Linked DNA regions of Mus musculus: all the other regions are linked to region 2. The links are chromatin contacts, called in public Micro-C and promoter capture Hi-C maps. All regions are on one chromosome and are shown on one strand. The core of a region is the stretch at or near the end of the contact, and the rest is flanking DNA. Distances in the headings are between cores, read along the strand shown.

Region 1 (2,804 bases), core at 91-2,590, 1.2 Mb after region 2:
GCTCAGACCCAAGCCTCCCCCGCCTGTCCTGAAGGGGAGCGCGTGCGCGCGCGCGCGCGCGCGCGGGTCCAGCCTAGACGCTTGTTGTCTTTAGGACTACATTACCTCTAATCGAGAGGCGGGTGGGGTTGAGGAAGGGATGTGGAAGAGTAAGGGGAACATGTGTGGTATGTGTACGCGAATGTGAGAGGTAGTGCACGGGGGAATGCCTCGTGTTTTGTTTTGTTTTTAAACGTACCGGGGGTGGTGTACACTATATTTGTGTGTTCAATTGTATGACTCCAGGTGCACGGGCATAACTGGGATGGAAAGTGTGTGTACAAGTGTGTGGAGGGGGTCATGCGTGCTATGAGAAGTATGCGTGCCATGCTGTAAGGTAGGCGCAAACCCGTTTGCCGTTTGTGTAGGAGTTTCTGTGTGAGTGGTAATGGACAAGAGCCAAAGGGAGTGCGCACTTGGATACACTTGGGGGCCGGTCTGTGAGGGGAACCTCCGCAAGTGAGCGCACCTAACTGCTTCGTGAGTGCTCTTCGCCACTGTAGGAGTGGAGCCCAGCCCTGGGCTGTGGGCTTGGTTGGGTTATTTCCACCTCTGCAAAGCGGGAGCGCTCGGCTCTCAGCGCCCCAGGCGCTCCCTACCAGGCACTAAGGCGTCCTTGCTCTTAACTTCAAGTAGTAGTGGGTATTTATGGTTCTCGCTGCACCTCTCGCTCTTTCTCAAGATGTCAATGGAGGCGCACTTTAGTCTCCCCTGCGTCACCGGTGGTAGTGAAGGTTAGGGTCCTCTCACCCTCTCTCACCCTGTTTTAGGAATAATCCCAAAATCTACATGGAAGTTTCGCACACAGTGTCTCATTAGCAATCCAGTCACCCCAATTCAGATAGCTGACAGCACCTGAGGTCTCAGTGCACTCCTGCAGGGGACCAGTAGGAAGCGGGGTACGCCTTCTGGAAGTAATTTTGCTCCTACCAATGTGATCCCTTCCTAGGCACATCAGTCTCTCCGCTCCAAACTTATGGGATGCGGAGAGGGGGGCGTTAAAGAGCAGCGAAGGGAGGCGAGAAGAGGGACGAGAGTGAACGAGCAGCAGAGGAGGGTGAGGGTGGCGCGGTGCCTAACAGGGTTCGGAAAAGAGCTGAGACCTGGGAACGGAGAAGAAAGGGAGGAAAAGAAGGGAAAGGAGAGAGGCGGAAAGGAAAGGAAAAGAGAAAAGGAGAGCGCAGCGAGCGCGCAGATGGAGAGCGAACCAAGGCAAGCAGAGCTGCGCGCCGGAGGCGCGGCACTCCGCTCCCGCCGTGACTCCGTGCCGGCTTTTGCGGGAGGCCGGCGGCGCGGGGCCCTTTGGAAATAGAATAGCCAATGTAATCTGACACTTCAACTTGCTCGGCTCCGGGCGAGTTGATTCACTTACTCACCCCCTAACGCCGAGTTCCTTTTCACTGTCTGTGGACATTAAAAAAGCGAGCGGCGGCGGCGGCGGGCGCCCGGGAGAGCAAGCTGCCGGCCGGGCGAGCAGCGATCCGGCTGCAGAGCAAGCGAGCAGCGCCCGCGCAGCGCGCTGACCCTAGCCCCGGCCGGTGAGGAGCCGGAGCCGGAGTCGGAGCCGAGTGGATTTCCGCGCTCTCGCTGCGCTCCTCCCGGCTCCAGCCTGCCCTACACGGCGGTGGCGGCGGCGCGTCCTCCAGCGGTGGCAGTGGTGCTCGCAGCGCCCGGTAAGTTTGGGGACAGAGCCAAGCGCCCGTTAACACCGAGGCTTCCACCCGCTCCCGGCGGATCATCGGGGTGCGAGCGCCGTGTACTATACTAGGGCTTTCCTCTTAAAGGTTTAGCTCTGGCCGGGCGAAAGAAGCCAGCCGTGCAGGCTCGGCCCGCTGCTCTGGCCGCCGGGGGCGGAGGCTCTGGCCACCAGCGAGCGCCCAGCTTGTGTAGAGCGGCTCCGGATGAGCGCGGGGACCCGGGGTTCTTCGGGTGTACGGGGCGCCGGTGCGGTTGTGCGCTCGGACTCGGTGCCCGCCTCCTGCCGGCGCGCCTCCCAGCCGTCGCTCCGATCAGTCGGGAGCCAGCCGGGATACGGATTCGGAGGAGGGAGGAGAGGACCCGGGAAGGACTGGCTGCTTCTCCCTTGCCTCTTTTGGAAAGATGTGAAGTTGTGCTCCTGTGTGCGTAGGAGAACCTCCGGGAAGGCGCTGGATTCTAGGGTGGCAAGGGTTGGTGGTGTTAAGTTGTGCCTCCGAATTTCTATGGAGAACACACTTTTGTACATGGGAGATGGGGGCGCGGTTAAGTTGTTTTGGGGGGAGAATAGCCCAGGGAAACGCGGCGCGTGGCTGAAGCAGGACACGTTGAAGAGATGTGTCGAGGCTTCTCGTTCGGGCTTCGGAAGCCGAAGGGGCTTTCAGGCCAACGCCTGGCCGGGGCTGCCCCAGTCGGGAGGCGAGCCCAAGGGGAAGATGTGTCTGTGTGTGTGTGCGCGCGCGTTGCAAATACGAAAGTAATTTCCCCGTGTTCTTTCTTCCTCTCTGTCTCCGGCGGCGGTGGCCCCGGGGGAGTGGGAGGCCGACCCGGGAGGAGATTGAGGGGCCGGGCCGGAGCTGAAGCTCGGTCCGGATTGTGGGAGGGAAGCTCAGAAAGCTTGTTTCACATTCCTGGCGTCAGGGCCAGGGAGAAAACAGTGGGGAGCACGGCCTCGGTGTCGCGGTGCAGGCTGCGGGAGCGCGTCGCCCCCTGGCCGGAGACATCTGTCCAGGAAGCTGGCCAGGCGGGGAGAGGGCGCGGTGCAGAGGGCAGGCTCCCCGCCCTGGAGC
Region 2 (2,966 bases), core at 96-2,595:
CGGGGAAGGCGGTGTGCATAATTCACAGCAAATCTGGGCGAGTTAGGAGACTGAGGTCCAGGGGACGAGAAGGAAACGGGCACGGACACAAAGTGAAAAGACACGAGTGACCTAAAGAGGGTTGCAGGGATCAGAACTTAGGGGATCTTCCCCTGGCCTATATTCCCTTCCTGCGGATTGCAACCCAGGGCTCCCGAAGGGCTAGCCGACCGTGAGAAGCTTAGAAAGGGGGCTGACCGACATCCTTCCGAGGTGTCTTCCGACCTCCGCCCCGCCACCAGACCTGGTGGCTTCCGGAGGACTCTGCAGCAGTAGCAACAAGGAGAGGAAAGACAAGGCTTTCGGTGAGGGGGTTATTGTTCCCAGAAAACCGCAGAACAGAGGCAGGAGGTGTGAATGAGGTTCCAGGCATCCGTCCCTCCCCGGGTAGGATAAGAGAGAAGGTGTCACCCGCGCCATACAGGTAGAGCGGTGGCTGCGACCTGAGCCTCGGCCCCCCCAACCCCCTTGGTGAGCTGCAGAGAGAAGGGGTGGCCGGAGGGCAGGAGGGGCCGCGCGGGACTGCCACTCACCCGCGCCCTCTGTAGACTGCGGCGGCCCGACGACGCCGTTCAGGTAGAGAATAGGCAGCAGGTGAGGCTGAGTCTTCTCCAGGGCGGCGCGCAGGTCCTGGAAGTGGTCCTGCTCCTTGGCCAGGAGGAGCTGGAGCAGCAGCTCCGCCTTGGCGCCTCCCGCCTCCTCGTCCAGCTGCCGCCGCTCGCCGGGGCTCAGCGCTCCTGCTGCCTCCAGCAGCCCAAGCACGGCCTCCACCTCGGTCATGGCCTGGGCCAGGCTCTGCTGACACTGGGCGAGCAGCTCCCGGCGCTGCGGCTCCATGGTGGCGGCCCGCGCCGCCCCGCCCCGCCCCGCCGGACGGCGCCGGGGCTTCCCGAGGCCGGCGGGCTGCACGCCGAACTGGGCGGCAGCCTAGCGCGCCGGGAGTCGCGAGGCGGCGGGGCCCATGGGCCGGGGCCTGCGAGCCTCGGGGCCGGGACGATCGGGCAGCTCTCAACGGCCGCCTCCCGGGCTCCGGGGCGCAGCCATGTTGGCTACGGCGGCGGCGGGACTGGAAGAGGAGGAGGAGACGGAGGAGGAGAAGGAGGAGGCGGAGGTGGGGACGGCGGCCGGGGCGCGCCCCGAGGCCTCGCAGCAGCCAGGCATGCCCCCTCCAGCTCCGCCTCCGCGCCCACCGCCCCGCCGCACACTGCGATCGCCGCGGGGGGAATTGTCGCCGGGCGCCCGACGGCTCCGGCCCGGCTCCCCCGAGCTCCCACACCGCCGCCTGCACAGCCGCGGTCCGCCCCTCTGGCCTCTCTCCTCCCCGGCCCGCCTTCGGCCTGGAGGAGGTAGCAGGCAACTGAAACACTGGGCGAAGGGGAAGGGTCCGGACCCCACCGGCCCTTAGTCCACAAGGTACTGAGAGAAACTGCTCCTACCCTGTTCACATACTGCCCCTAGTCCAGAGTCTTCTAAGAATTCTAAAACAAACCAAGGACACAATGCAAAACCCTCCCCCACTTGGTCATTTCCAATTTAAAGACCTCTCCAGAACTTGTCCCCATTCCAAGATTTTCTTAGAAAATCTCCCAATAAAACCCCCTAACCTGCCTCACAGTTAATAGCATCCTGCACACCTGTATCAGAGCTCCAGAGTCAAAGGCAGTGGATGTTTGCAGGACCTGGGTGTGCATAAGGAGTGTTTGCTGTGGGCTCTTGGAGATTTCTGTCAAGAAAAGTGCTCCTTGGTGTCGCCCCAAGATCATAGCAAATCACAGAGTTACCTTGCTTCCCATAATGACTTCAGCTCAAGACCGTCTACCTTCTCCGACAGTTCTCTTCTTCTTCTTCTTCTTCTTCTTCTTCTTCTTCTTCTTCTTCTTCTTCTTCTTCTTCTTCTTCTTCTTCCTCCTCCTCCTCCTCCTCCTCCTCCTCCTCCTCCTTCTTCCTCTCTCTCTCTCTCTCTCTCTCTCTCTCTCTCTCTCTCTCTCTCTCTCTTTCTCTCTCTCTACAATTGCATACCTGGAACGGAATCTGCATCCCAGGGAAGAAGACTGCAAAGTTCTGCGTTCCAACGGCTGGCTTACTTTCTAAGGCCGGCCAAGAACTCTTTCGATGGCACCGTTACCAAAGCAAAGACATCTCAAATGTCCTTCTTTGACAGAAGCCAGAAGCCATGTTTGTTTATAGAAACAAACTCTGAATAGTGATTAGACCAAGAAGACCCTCAGAATGATGGTGGACGATGTCAGAATGATGGTGGAAGAGAACCAATTACATTCCCTCACCTAGTATTTTTCAGGAGAAGGGGGATGAGAAGAGCATCAAACCAGGGGTTCTCAGCTGTAGCTTCATGAGCAAGTTCAGCAGGGTCTGTGTGGCGCTGAAACAATCTCAACACTATTGTGAACGTGTGTTTTCTGGGCTGGGTTTGATAGCTTTATCATTTTTTAAGGCTTCTATAACCCAACATGGATTCCAATATGCTGGAGCAAAACCATTTGAAGATCCCTCTCTGATCAGATAGCCTGGGCTTCTGTGACCAAGAAGATGACCTAATTATATTCTGTTGCTCTGGCAAATACCATGACCAAAAGCAATTTGGGAAAGAAAGTATGTATTTTAACTTAACACTTCCAGGTCACTGTCCCATTGCTGAGAGAAGTCAAGATAGGAATTCTCACTTAGAGCCAAGGGAGTATATAGCAGGATCCACTGAGGATGGGGCATGCTGACACCCTTGCCAGGCTCATGCACCAGCTAGCTTCCTAATATAGCCCATGACCACTTGCCCAGGGAATGGTACTACCCGCAGTAGGCTGAGCTGTCCTGCCCAGTTCTCTCTGAAGACATGCTCATATCACAGATCTGTCCATAGAGCAATGTTATAAAAAGACAATGACTCCCCTGAATCCTTTTTTTTTTTTTCA
Region 3 (2,713 bases), core at 23-2,522, 1.4 Mb after region 2:
GCCAGTAGCACAAAGCAGAGAGCTGTGGACCATCACAAGAGGGTTCAGGCTGCCATGTGTGAGGCGGGGAGCATGCCCTGATTTCATAGACTACTTGGACCAGCATGGCTTCTCCACACACACACACCCCCCAACTGAATCTTGGGTGGGACAGGCCAGGCTCCCCGGCTCCTAAGGCTCTCAGCTCCTTTCCTGCTCCCGCCTCTCAGGACCTTGGGACCTTGCACTGGAGATTCCCCGCTATGCTCTGAGCACACAGTCTAGGCTATGCCCATCGCTGTTGAACACAGAACAGCATTTAACAGTTAACAAATGCTTCTCTCTCTTGTTTGTTTATCCTCAGAACAGGTATGAGTAGAAAGCAGGGTAATTTCTCATCGCTTCCTTGGTTGCAGGACTGGCTGAATCCAGCAGTAGGGAACCAGGGTTTTCTAGCCCTAGTTAGAGCCTTTTTCTCTTTCTGAGCCTCAGTTTCCTAACTGTGTTGGCTCACATGCTCTCGCTGGCTGGCATTCATTTGATTCCCAGGCTGGTGCTGTGCCCAGTGCACCAGGGTTTAAAGTCCTGCCTGTGGCTCTTCTGCAGGCTCCTTTCCTTTTATATCACACACTGCCAACTTCCTGGCATCCCTAGAGAATGGTTGCTTAGGAAGTTACCTGCAGGTGTGGTGCAGTTGGCAAGGAAGTTTATTCCAGGTGAATGTAAATCTAGGGGGCATTCCAGGGGGTGTAAATCTAGCCCCGCACTCTGCTGGCCTGGCTGGAGGTGGTGGGAACAGACAAGGGCTGTCAGAGTGGGCTGGGACTGAGGCCTGGCAGATGCACTATTGGTTCGGCAAACTGTATTTTCAGTCCTGGCGGAGGATCTGGTCTCTAGAAGCAAAAGGAGACAAACTCAGCCCTGGAGCCGGCAGCCTGAGGTCACCTTGTGGGTGTCTTAGACTGTATCTCTGCTTCTCTGTTCTTTCTGTTATCTCTCCCTTTCTGAGCCACCTCAGATTCCCCCACCTACACCCCCCCACGTCTTTCTGAATCTCAGGATCAACCTTTCTCTTGATCTAGAAGCACTTTCAAAGGACTTCCGGCTCAGTGTGTAGGGATGGAGGGCGGGGCACAACGCACGAGCCGATTACGCTGCCAGCGGCAACCGGCAGGGGACGCTAGCGAACAGGTTCCGAGGGGGCGCGGCGGAGGCGTGGAGGGGGGCGTGGTCTCGAAGCCAGCCGACCAATAAAGGCGGCGGCGCGCGGCCTAGGTATCGCTTCCTGGGTCGTACGACCTTGCCTGTGTCTGCTCTGAGTTCTTCCGCGCGCCCTCGCCCGACCCGCGACAGCGATGCTAGCGCTGCGTTGCGGCCCCCGCCTGCTCGGTCTGCTCTCCGGCCCGCGCTCCGCGCCGCTGCTCCTCTCCGCGACCCGTACCTGCAGCGACGGCGGAGCCCGCGGCGCGAACTCTTCCTCCGGGAACCCGCTCGTGTACTTGGACGTGGGCGCCGATGGACAGCCGCTCGGCCGCGTGGTGCTGGAGGTGAGGCTTGGACATTTGGAAAACCTGGACTTCCCGGGCCCTGTACTGTGCCTGGCACATCAGGTGACCTTGAGCCTCAGTTTCCCTCTCTCAGAAGAGGCGGCATCAGCTTGGTCCGTTCGGGGCTTTTCAAAACCCTGGGGGGTGTGGAGGAAAAGGTCAAGGTCAGATCGTACTGAGTGACAGCCCACTGACCGGCCTGGACCGACGTTGGGCTTCCTAGACCCTCTGCGTCCGAGGTTGGACCCAGAGCTCTGGGGTGGGTAGCTGAGGTCCAGGTGTTGCCAGGTGCTCACGTGGTGGCCTGAGCGCACTCCGGATCCGCCCCCAAGGCCTGGTTGCCTAAGAGGAGACACAGGGAATGCAAGTGAGAAGGTTCTGGCTGCCCAAGCCCTCTCCATTCCCTGAGATTTGACCCTTAAAAAGAAAAGTAGGAAACAGACACCAAGGTTATCAGGAGGCCATCCCAGGAGCCTTTAGGCTGTTCTGCTTTGAACAAAGGTACCAGTTAGACTGCCGATCTACTGGGGGAGGGGAGCTGGCATTTTTTATTATGCCTCATTTTCCTCGTTTGGAAAATGAGGAGTACCTCCCCAACTCTGTTTGGTGAAGAGGGATTCTTAAGAGAAGTTGAGAGGCATGAGGCAGGCTTGGATGACGGTCCCCTCCTTCCCTTCTGTGAGCCTCAGTTTCCCCCAGCACTGAGGAAGGTCAGCTAATTCTAATGTGATACTTACTCTTGGTCCAGGGACTCATGCCGAGGGCCTCCAGCTGACATTTCTGTCCCGGAAGTGGGCCAGGATGGCACTAGTTTCTTCGGATAAGAAACTAAGGCTGTCTCAAGCAAGCTTTGGTTGGGTTCAGGAAGCAGCTGGCAGAAACGATAGTGGCTTTGGCAGTTCCGAGGAGGGTTGGTGGTCATGGAAGGGAATGGCCCTGTTCTTCTTTGTCATGATGCCCTGGCCTCTGGGTGTGAATGGTGAGGGGGATCTTTTTTGCACCTGCTTCTGGACTGACCATCCTTTTCTGTTCCTTTTCCTTCACCATAGTTAAAGGCAGATGTCGTGCCAAAGACTGCAGGTAAGGCTTACGTGGAAAGTGAGCCCGGCAAGGCTGGTGGGCTTGGCATGGAGTTAGGACTTAGATTATGACCATATGGGAGTCTCAACCTAAGCACAGCTGATGAG

What was found. Promoter capture Hi-C pulls out the DNA fragments that hold promoters and counts their contacts. Hi-C and Micro-C count contacts between places; a contact is called where the count stands out from the background.
Region 1: a Micro-C map of embryonic stem cells shows a contact between it and region 2, with 9 times the contacts expected there. The contact joins the promoter of Zmiz1 here to the promoter of Dlg5 in region 2. A contact is called at or near these places in 1 of 39 promoter capture datasets (embryonic stem cells) and 1 of 484 Hi-C or Micro-C datasets (embryonic stem cells).
Region 3: a promoter capture Hi-C map of cranial neural crest shows a contact between it and region 2. The contact joins the promoter of Ppif here to the promoter of Dlg5 in region 2.

The regions. Positions count from the first base shown.
Region 1 is chr14:25,457,845-25,460,648 of GRCm38.p6, forward strand. Zmiz1 (zinc finger, MIZ-type containing 1) reads left to right here and starts at 1,341. Exons shown (of 24, transcript NM_001310666.1): 1 at 1,341-1,712.
Region 2 is chr14:24,244,575-24,247,540 of GRCm38.p6, forward strand. Dlg5 (discs large MAGUK scaffold protein 5) reads right to left here and starts at 1,346. Exons shown (of 32, transcript NM_001163513.1): 1 at 573-1,346. The coding sequence starts at 876.
Region 3 is chr14:25,692,898-25,695,610 of GRCm38.p6, forward strand. Ppif (peptidylprolyl isomerase F (cyclophilin F)) reads left to right here and starts at 1,273. Exons shown (of 6, transcript NM_134084.1): 1 at 1,273-1,526; 2 at 2,576-2,606. The coding sequence starts at 1,335.